Regions from separate parts of the Mus musculus genome. Here all the other regions are linked to region 1. A link is a contact called in public Hi-C data. All regions are on one chromosome and are shown on one strand. The core of a region is the stretch at or near the end of the contact, and the rest is flanking DNA. Distances in the headings are between cores, read along the strand shown.

Region 1 (2,986 bases), core at 9-2,508:
AGAGAAAAAAATAATTCCTGTGCATGTGCACATGTGTAGCCGCCCTCTCCCCACCCCCAACACACACACAAAGTAAATGTAAGAAATGCTATATAAACCACATAGGCCTTTAAATATCTTTTAGTCTGTGACTATGGCCAATCAAAGCTTGGTAATAACCCATTTGACTTTGCATTCCACTTTCCATACATGAGACTAATCTCTTAAACTACTCTGTGATCAGGACGATTATTTTGTCCAAATTATTTCGAAGTGAGGGGCCTGCTTTGAAAACTCCTACAAAGTGATGTTACACTTTACCGTATAGCATAGCATATGCCTACAGGAATCACATCGTTCTTCCTAATAACTCTGTGAGGGGTGGACTCTTACTACTTGGTCCATTTTATGAGAGGAAACTGGATCAGGAAAAAAAAAAAAAAAAAAAAAAGACTTAAAACTAATGCGGCAAAGATCTGGCTCCACTTTTAACTCAAAACTGCATTTGGCACCTCTATGTCACCTAATTCTGGCCACAAAATAAATCACACTGAAATGATGTTCCCGGCTGGTTCAAGGCAGGCTAGAAAGGAAGGAAGAAGCAGTTGCAGACAACCCAAGTTCTGACCTTGGCTCTGCTGCCTAACTACTTGGTAACTTAGATAAACTCCATATCTTCTCTGGGTTTCACTTTTCCTACGTGTGAAAGGACGCTGGACAACCGTGAGGGGTGTAATCTCACTTCTGGTACCTCCTACCACTGATTGTCCCGAGATTATTCGGTCGCAGGACGGTGCTGAGAGAGTCGGGCAACTTGTTTTTATCAAGTTACGCCCAGAAAGACTCCAAGGGAAAAAGAGCTCTAAACGCCTCGAGAGCACAGAGGACTCCGCCCCACGGAGACCTGAGTTAAGCACCCTGGTCCGGTTCAGCCCGGATCAATTCACAGCAAAACCCCCAAAGCCAGTTTTGCGCAATATAAACAACCCCTCGAGTGGTCCTATGTGACGTAAAACGAGCGCGACGGACTGGCCCTCCTGTTTCTCGCTCACACAGAGTCTTGTTGAAGTAAACCTCTGCGTGAAAAGGCTGCGGATCAAGTGGGGAGAAAGAGCCGAGGATGGAGAGTGGTACCGGATCTATAGACAAGCCCAAATATTGACGCAGGGGCCACTACAACTCACCTGTCCGTTTGGATAGCTGGCCATGGCGGTTATGACGTCACACAACTGTGGTAGGCGGAGTTTCCTGCTCCCAATGCCGCTCCTGGTTGGATTTTGGGGCGGGTCCGATTGTGATTGGACGGACAGGCTGTCAATCTTCCGGTCAACAAACGGAAGTCACAGGCGGTGAGCTGGTACCTTACAGAGGGCTGGGTAGGAGTGTCCGGAAGTGTTGTTGACCGTAGTGGCTCGTTTGTTTTTATTTTTCGTGACCTGCAGCGGACCTCGGGCCTGGCCAGCTGTAGTTATCTAATGGGGAGACTTGGTCAGTTGTTTCTGTGGTGGCCATATTATAACCTGGCAAGGCCATATTATAACCTGACGCATATTAGTTACGTCACTGTCGTGATCACTTTACTTCTAACGCCCAGGCGGTTGCCATGGCTACTGAGAACTTAAGCCTTTCCTGGAATGCAGGTGCCATTTAGAACGTGGGTACTAAACAGACCCGTGGACAGTGGAGAAAGGTCAGACCGCCAGAAGAGAAGGAAAATTAAGATGTCACGGTGCTCCTATCTTTATGTATGGGGAAACTGAGGCTCAGAAAGGCAATGACTTAGTTACCTAAACTCACAGTGAGTTCCTCAGCAAAGTACGGCCTAGAACTAGTGTCAGTAGATGACTAGGTCTCAACAAGGAGGTTTTATTCCCTCTGTAGGTCAAATCACAGTTCCTAAGTTACCAACTTTCCTGTACTTGGCTCTTGGGGTTTAGGTTCTAAACTTGGTTGCATGTTTATTTGATTAGTTACATTCCCACGTGGCCGGGCCTGGTGGCACATGCCTTTAGTCTCAGCAGGCAGAAGCAAGCATACATACATAGACAGTTCCAGTCTAGCCATGGCTGCATAATGAGGCTCTGTCTCAAACAACAACAGCAGCAGCAGCAACAACAAAAACTCTCATGTGGACAAGAATTGTGTTTGATTTGCTTATAATTGTATCCCCAGTATCTACAGTGCCAACACTATACTTTTTAAATAAAAAGTCCTGAGCTTTCAATCTAGCCAGGCACTTTCCACAGTCCCACTGCTGATCGTGGTACTGGCCATAGGACAGTCTGCAAAGCACGGTCCTCATCCTTACCTGCAGAGGAAGACAAGTCTGGTGATCCAGTTCCTTCGTGATCTGGCCCAGCCTTACCCACCAGCGCCCCGCTGGCTTATTTCTTTGCTCAGCTTCCCCCTCAGCACTGGCGTTAGTGAGCAGATCCTGTTGTTCGTTTTCTTTTTTAAACAGTTTCTAGCTGTGTGATCTTGAAGAAGTCATTTAACCTCTCTGAGTCACAGTTTTCTGGAATACAACTTAGGAAAATGCTAACTTAAAAATGAACTAGTCACAGCCTCTCACACTCAGGGTTACAACACTCATTCATAAAGACCAATGGCCTCTCACATCTACTCCTCCTGTCCCACCCTCTCTTTAACACCTCCCCCCATGGCTCCCAGCTCATTAGCCACTCCTCTCAGTCCCTCCAGTACTGCCACTGTGTCGCAGTCTAGCCCAGCGTAAGAATTCTCTGATCATTTCCACAAAACTCATCCTTCCTGTCTCAGAAAATAAAATATATATATGTATGTATATATAATCAATCATCTGGTTTTGCTCCATGTTCCAACCACCCCTCTGCTCCAGGACCCCTCTGTAGTCTGGCCTCATCGCCAATGTCTTTTTAGTGAACTCCAGCCCCGCTCCCTTCTCCATGGAGAAGCCAGAGTGGGTGCTTTAAAGTGTGAATTCGATATTGTCGTTCTCTAAACTCCTCTGAGGGTTTTTTGCCACTCT
Region 2 (2,850 bases), core at 265-2,764, 7.5 Mb before region 1:
ATCATTTGTGTGTGTGTGTGTGTGTGTGTGTGTGTGTGTGTGCACTAATGCTCAGGTGCCCACTGTGTCTGGAAGAAGGCTTTGCACATGCTCTGGAGCTGGAGTTACAGGTGGTTATCAAGCACCTGGTGTGGGTTCTCAGAACAAATGGTACTGTGATCCTTTGAAGAGAAGCCTGAGCCCTCTTTACTAATTAGCCATCTTTCCAGCCCCAGACTTAACTCTGTCTTTTATATCCCCTGTGCGGGTAATTGAACCAAGGGACTCAAGCATAAAACCACCACTCTACTCTCAAGCTAAACCACCAGCACTGTAACTATACACTTCAAATGAGTGCCTCGGTAAAGCTGTTTCAATTCCACACTATACAAATTGATGCCGTTCCAGAACTTCGAGGAGTCTTAATGTCCTTGTGAGCAGACACCTAGAGTTTAGAAAGATGCACCCGCTTTACTTTTGAAAACTTCCTAACTTACATTATATCTCAAATGAGGCACAGCTCTGAAGCCAGGAACCAAGGCTTCCACGTCTTCCACTTTTCCCTACACGCCCGATGACACGGAGCTATGGAGCATGCCTCGGTTTATCAATTCGATTGAACACAGGCCGGTGCAGGCTACGAGGTGGGGATAAGAAAACCACTCTACGCAAAAAAAGATCAGAACCAAGGGCCACGAAGGGGGAGCAGAATTTAAACAGCTAAAAACACTTTACTCTGCAAAGTGGTGTGGAGTTAGGGTGACCAAAAGAAAACACCTATAGGTCAAAGAGAGCCAGCCAATGAGAGCGGGGGACCGATGACGTAGGTTAACCAAAGGGTTTTCTAAACCTGCTCTCTGCAAGTGATACTTAGGTGATCAGGCCTTCTCAGCGTGCAATGACAGGAGATACAATGTCGACGAAGTTCGCTGTCGGCAAGTTCCCCTTTTACAAGCGAAAAGCGCACAGCTATGCCCAAGATCAAACAACACTCCAGCGTTACTTACTAAGCCCTATCTCCAACTATCTCCACCGCCATCTTCAGGATGCGAGCCCAGCAGCCGCATCACTTCGGGGGCTGCGTAGCTCCCGGGTCGTGCAAACTGAAAGGAGATGCAGTAACACCGTGCATCGCCCTGGTTCCCGGTCCCCCGTCCCCCGATCCCGCCTCGGCCACGCGAGGACCTCACCTGCACACGCCTCGGATACAAGGCTCCAGCCAGATGCGGTAGGCGGTCTCGATGTGCTCCTGCGACACCTCCTCGGGCCGCACCGTCTCCGCCCAGCGCCAGGCCGCCTTCTCCAGCTGCAGCCGCGGAGCCATAGCCTTGACCGAGGTAGCACTCGCCGAGCCCGGTGGCCTCCGGCGCCGCCTCCGTCTCCGCCCGAATGGGCACGGGCCCCTGCCAGCCGAAAGAACCCAGCGCTGCCCTCAGACAGGAGAGCAGTCAATCACCTGCGCGCGCCACGGCCGCCGCGCCCGCCCGCCCGCGCCCAGCTCGCACGACCAGCCGCAAAGCGCCGCCGCCGCCGCCGATACCCGACAGACCCCGCGCCTGCGGACGTTGGAGGCGTACGCCCTGCCGCAGTCTGCGCATGCGTGCTCCCAGGAGTCCCTGCGCCGAAAGCCCATGTAATCCGACTGGCGGAAGAAAGCCAAGCGTCTGCCCAAAGGCGACTCGCCACGTCTTTTTTCCGCCATGGTGAAGGCAGCTAGCTACGCTTCAGCCTCCGTCGTCTACTCCGACGAGCGAGAGCTTGCCCTTGCTTTCCACACTTCCCCTGTTACTGTGACAAAGTTACACCATAGAGTACTCAACGCACACCATAGGGCCACCGGGACTGTGAGTGGGACCTGATAATAGCAGAAACCGAGGCAGCCGGAACGCCACAGTCGGATCGAGGATTTCACTTGAGCCTGGGCGAGTTCCGGCTCCTTGCCCGTGCTTTCTGACGTCACGAGGCGTTATGTGGTTTGCGGATGCTACAACGGGACTACATATCCCAGCGTGCAATGCGCTCTGCCACTCGCGGAGCGCGAGGCATCCTGGGGTTTGTAGTCTTCGAAGTGATAGGCTCAGTCTTTGAGTTGCAGGTTGTTTAGAAGCATACACAGGTCTGGGACGTGTTCTTTGCTGTAGGCTGTTGACCAGAGGGTCAACACTTTGACGTCTTAATTCGTTATGGAGTGTACACCCTAGCTCCCTGCTGTGATATTATTTCCTTTTTGCAACTACTTCCCCTTAGACCTAAAAAAGGCTAAACTGAATCACAGCGTTTTGTAACAGAAAAGAGCTATTACAGCTAAAGAGAGAAAATTCCAGGACTTTAAATATGTAAAAGCCCTGTGGGAATTCAAGGACTAATTCCTCCCTTATCTACTCCTCAACCCACCCCACCAGCCCCCAAGTAACCTTGAACTGAAGTCAAGATTTACTGAAGCAAGATTTGGTCCTTTGGTTGAATTTAGGCTGAAAATAAAAAACACAAAAATCTTCTAAGTCAGGACACACACACATACACCTCCTTTCTTAAAGAATTCCTACACCAGTTGGTTGGTGGTGGCACACACTTTTAATCTCAGGAGGCAGAGACAGGTAGATCTCTGAGTTAGTGGGCCAACCTTGTCTACAGAGTGAGTTCCAGGACAGCCAGGGCCACACAGAGAAACCTCGTCTCCTGGAAGGAAAAAAAAAAAAAGTCAAACAAATAAACACTGAATTCCTATACCACTGGTTAACAGTTGAACACTGTTGTGGGGCCCACCTTTAATCCCAGTACTCTGGTGGTGAAGGGTAGAGCCTTGCAAATTTAGTGAGTTTCTTTTTTTGTTGTTTGTTTGTTTTGTGGGGCCCACCTTTAATCCCAGTA
Region 3 (2,996 bases), core at 447-2,946, 9.0 Mb before region 1:
GGTGTGAGAATCCGCATTCTAAACAGGCAGGGAAAGGTGAGGGCTGGAGGAAACCATCAGAATCAGGGAGGGTGGTGTCTTGCAGGTATGAGTAGCCAGAGAGACAGACGTCCAGGAAGCAGGGACAAATGCAGTTTAAAACGAGATAGAGAGAGAGAGAGGTATTTGAGTAGTGAGAAGTTTGGTTTCTTTGAAAAACACAGAAATAAGACTTGGCTTTTGTCTTAATCCCAGGTGTGGGATGTAGGGCTGCTTCAGACTGTCCACAGCGCTGACGTGGCCTCGAGCTCTACCAGGGGTGTGATTCTGCCAGCTGCAGATGGTTTCTGCGACTGTGTGACGTTTGGATCCTGGGGACTTTCCAAAGGGTCTATAAATGCTAGGGCCTCAAGGGGCAGGTTGTTGGTGGGTTGCTGCTGGTTAAGTAGTAAAGTGGGAAGAAACAATAAGAAACTAGCTATTCTGCTGGAGAAGATCAAGCTTGCTCCAAGGAACTCAATGCCCCTCATCAGCAGGAAACAGTCTAATGATAACGTCACCTGTTGCCCTATCCTTTCTTATCGCCTATCTAGTGTTAGGGGGTTGAGTGGGTGGAAGAAAAGAAGTATCTATAAAGTAACACTGGTTGCGCTTTAGGGCTGTTTAGGTCACTCGGCAAGTAATAGCACTGCCTCTAAGTCTGGTGATCTGCGTTCAGTCCCTGGCACCCACAGGGTGGAGGGGCACCCACTCCCACTAGCTGTCCTCTGACTCCCACATGTGCCATTATAGGGCATGCGCAGGCACCCACACACTCTGTATAAAATGCAGCAGGGTGGGGGGTTGTTTTTAAATCCATTTGAATGGAAGTCGTTCATGCTCAAATAAATACTCCCCGACTGTGGCCATGCAGACAACCCTAATTAAACTGTGGATGGAGTGGTGCACATCTTTGATCTCAGCCCTACAAGGCAGAGACAGGTAGATCTCTTAATTCAAGGCCAGCCTGCTCTACAGAGCCAGGTCCAGGACAGCCAGGGCTACACAGAGAATCCCTGTCTCTGAAAAACAAAACAAAACAAAACAGAGACAATCAGAGAAACAGAAAACAAAACCAAACCCTCATATAACATGCCGGGCAGTGGTGGCACATGCCTCTAATCCCAGCACTTGGGAGGCAGAAGCAGGGGTTTTCTGAGTTCAAGGCCAGTCTGGTCTACAGAGTGAGTTCCAGGACAGCCAGGGCTACACAGAGAGACCCTGCCTCAAAAAAAAAAAAAAACAAAAACAAAAACAAAGTATATAACATATATATATATATATATATACACACACACACACACACACATTATTTTATTTGTTATATGTTTTATTATATATAATATAGATATATAATATACGTATATTTTATATATATACATGTATACATATACATACACACATATATACACATACACACATGAGGAAGATGGGGTTCAGTAGGTATAAAATGGAGGATGAAAGAGGGCAACAGTAGAACGGGAGGAGGGCAATGGCCAAAATAATTATGTACAAATATGAAAAACCCAGGAAAGACAAGGCCTTCTGTACTCTGGATGTAGTCAGTCTTCGCTTCCCTTCCGCTATCTCCAAGGTCAGGGTCACCTCCGGCTCCCAGGCAACCTGTCACCTTGACGACCGAGCGAAGAAAAGCCGGAAGCCAGGGACGACGTATGTGATCCCGCGATATTTGGCGCGCCGGCTCCGGCCGGAAGCTTATGGTGGCGGCCGGCTCTCGCGAGACTTGCCATCAGTAGGAGCGCGGGGGCCGGCCGTGAAGAGTGCTGGAGTTGCCAGTGAGGAACATGTCGGAGTCCGAGCTGGGCAGAAAGTGGGACCGGTGCATGGCCGACACGGTCGTGAAGCTAGGTGAGCTCATCTGCCTCTGGTAGGCCCTGGGCTGGAGCCGAGCGGCCCGCGCGCGGACGGGAAGCCGCAGGGGTCAAGCCGCGGCCTGCTGCTGTCTGGACGGCGGGGCGCGCTGAGCTGCGGGGCGCTGACAGGTGACGACTGTCAAGCGGGGCGGCGAGGGCGACGAGGGCGACGAGGGCGGCGAGGACAACGGGCCGAAGGGCGCGGGAGTTTCCGAGGTGGCTGGAGGTGCAGGCCCGGGGAAGCAGCGGTGCTCCGGGAGTGGGAAGGCGTGCGGGACGCGCCGGGAAACTCTGTCACTCCATGCCCCATGTCCCCCGGGTTAGGCGAGCAGCCGGCCGGAGCGCAGACGGCTCCCCAGCCGGGAGCAAGCGGCCTTCGGAAGAAGGTCATAGAAGAAGGCGCTTAACCGCCTCCGTCGGGCCGCGCTGGCAATTGCGGTCGTGCCCGGCCTCATTGATCCGAACCCGCCTCGGGTCTGCAGTTGGAGCCGGGGGTTATTCTCCGGAAGAATGGCCGCAGTCAGATAGATCGCGGCCACCGCCGGCCCCCTCGGTAGTCCAGGTTGTCTCTTTGGACACGCGTCCTGTGACGACACACTTTGTGAGGTCACGGGGTCGGGGAAGGAGGCTCGGGGGGCGGGGGTGTCCCATATAATAGTGATGGTGATGCAGATGTTAGGCGCGCTGCTCGCCACGGTAGCTCGGAAATGACCTGTCTCGTCGTGAGTTGGAGCTCGGTGAAGGAGCTTGCCTGAAATCGCGTTGCTGATAATGTGGCATAGTTGAGAATCCCTCCCCCCCCAGGATTTCTTCCTTGGGGTTCTCAGGCTCTCTGCTGATCCTCGTCCACTCCATCTTTCTCTTGTTGATTGTCTGCAGCTATTGGTGTGTAGGCCAGAGATCGATGATGAGTGGCTTCCCTCCCTCAGTAGCTCTTTGCCCTATTTATTGAGACAGTGCCTCACTATGGAGACCTGGCTGGCCAGGAAAACTATGTCAGCCAAGTTAGCCCTGAACTCAGACACTCTCTGCTGGATTTAAAGGTGTGCACCACTACACAGGACTCTCACAGGAACTGGAGCGCATCAGTTTGCCTAAACTGGC

The links. Hi-C and Micro-C count contacts between places; a contact is called where the count stands out from the background.
Region 2: a Hi-C map of regulatory T cells shows a contact between it and region 1, with 5 times the contacts expected there. The contact joins the promoter of Usp48 here to the promoter of Pef1 in region 1. A contact is called at or near these places in 2 of 484 Hi-C or Micro-C datasets (CD4 T cells and regulatory T cells).
Region 3: a contact with region 1 is called in a Hi-C map of B cells, with 6 read pairs. The contact joins the promoter of Micos10 here to the promoter of Pef1 in region 1. A contact is called at or near these places in 1 of 39 promoter capture datasets (pre-B cells) and 1 of 484 Hi-C or Micro-C datasets (B cells).

The regions. Positions count from the first base shown.
Region 1 is chr4:130,105,828-130,108,813 of GRCm38.p6, reverse strand. Pef1 (penta-EF hand domain containing 1) reads right to left here and starts at 1,258. Exons shown (of 5, transcript NM_026441.4): 1 at 1,164-1,258. The coding sequence starts at 1,187. Gm40258 (a long non-coding RNA gene) reads left to right here and starts at 696. Exons shown (of 2, transcript XR_868200.3): 1 at 696-1,213.
Region 2 is chr4:137,592,836-137,595,685 of GRCm38.p6, reverse strand. It overlaps Usp48 (ubiquitin specific peptidase 48), which reads right to left and starts at 1,514. Exons shown (of 27, transcript NM_001355588.1): 1 at 1,170-1,514. The coding sequence starts at 1,303.
Region 3 is chr4:139,129,813-139,132,808 of GRCm38.p6, reverse strand. It overlaps Micos10 (mitochondrial contact site and cristae organizing system subunit 10), which reads left to right and starts at 1,696. Exons shown (of 4, transcript NM_001163006.2): 1 at 1,696-1,887. The coding sequence starts at 1,824.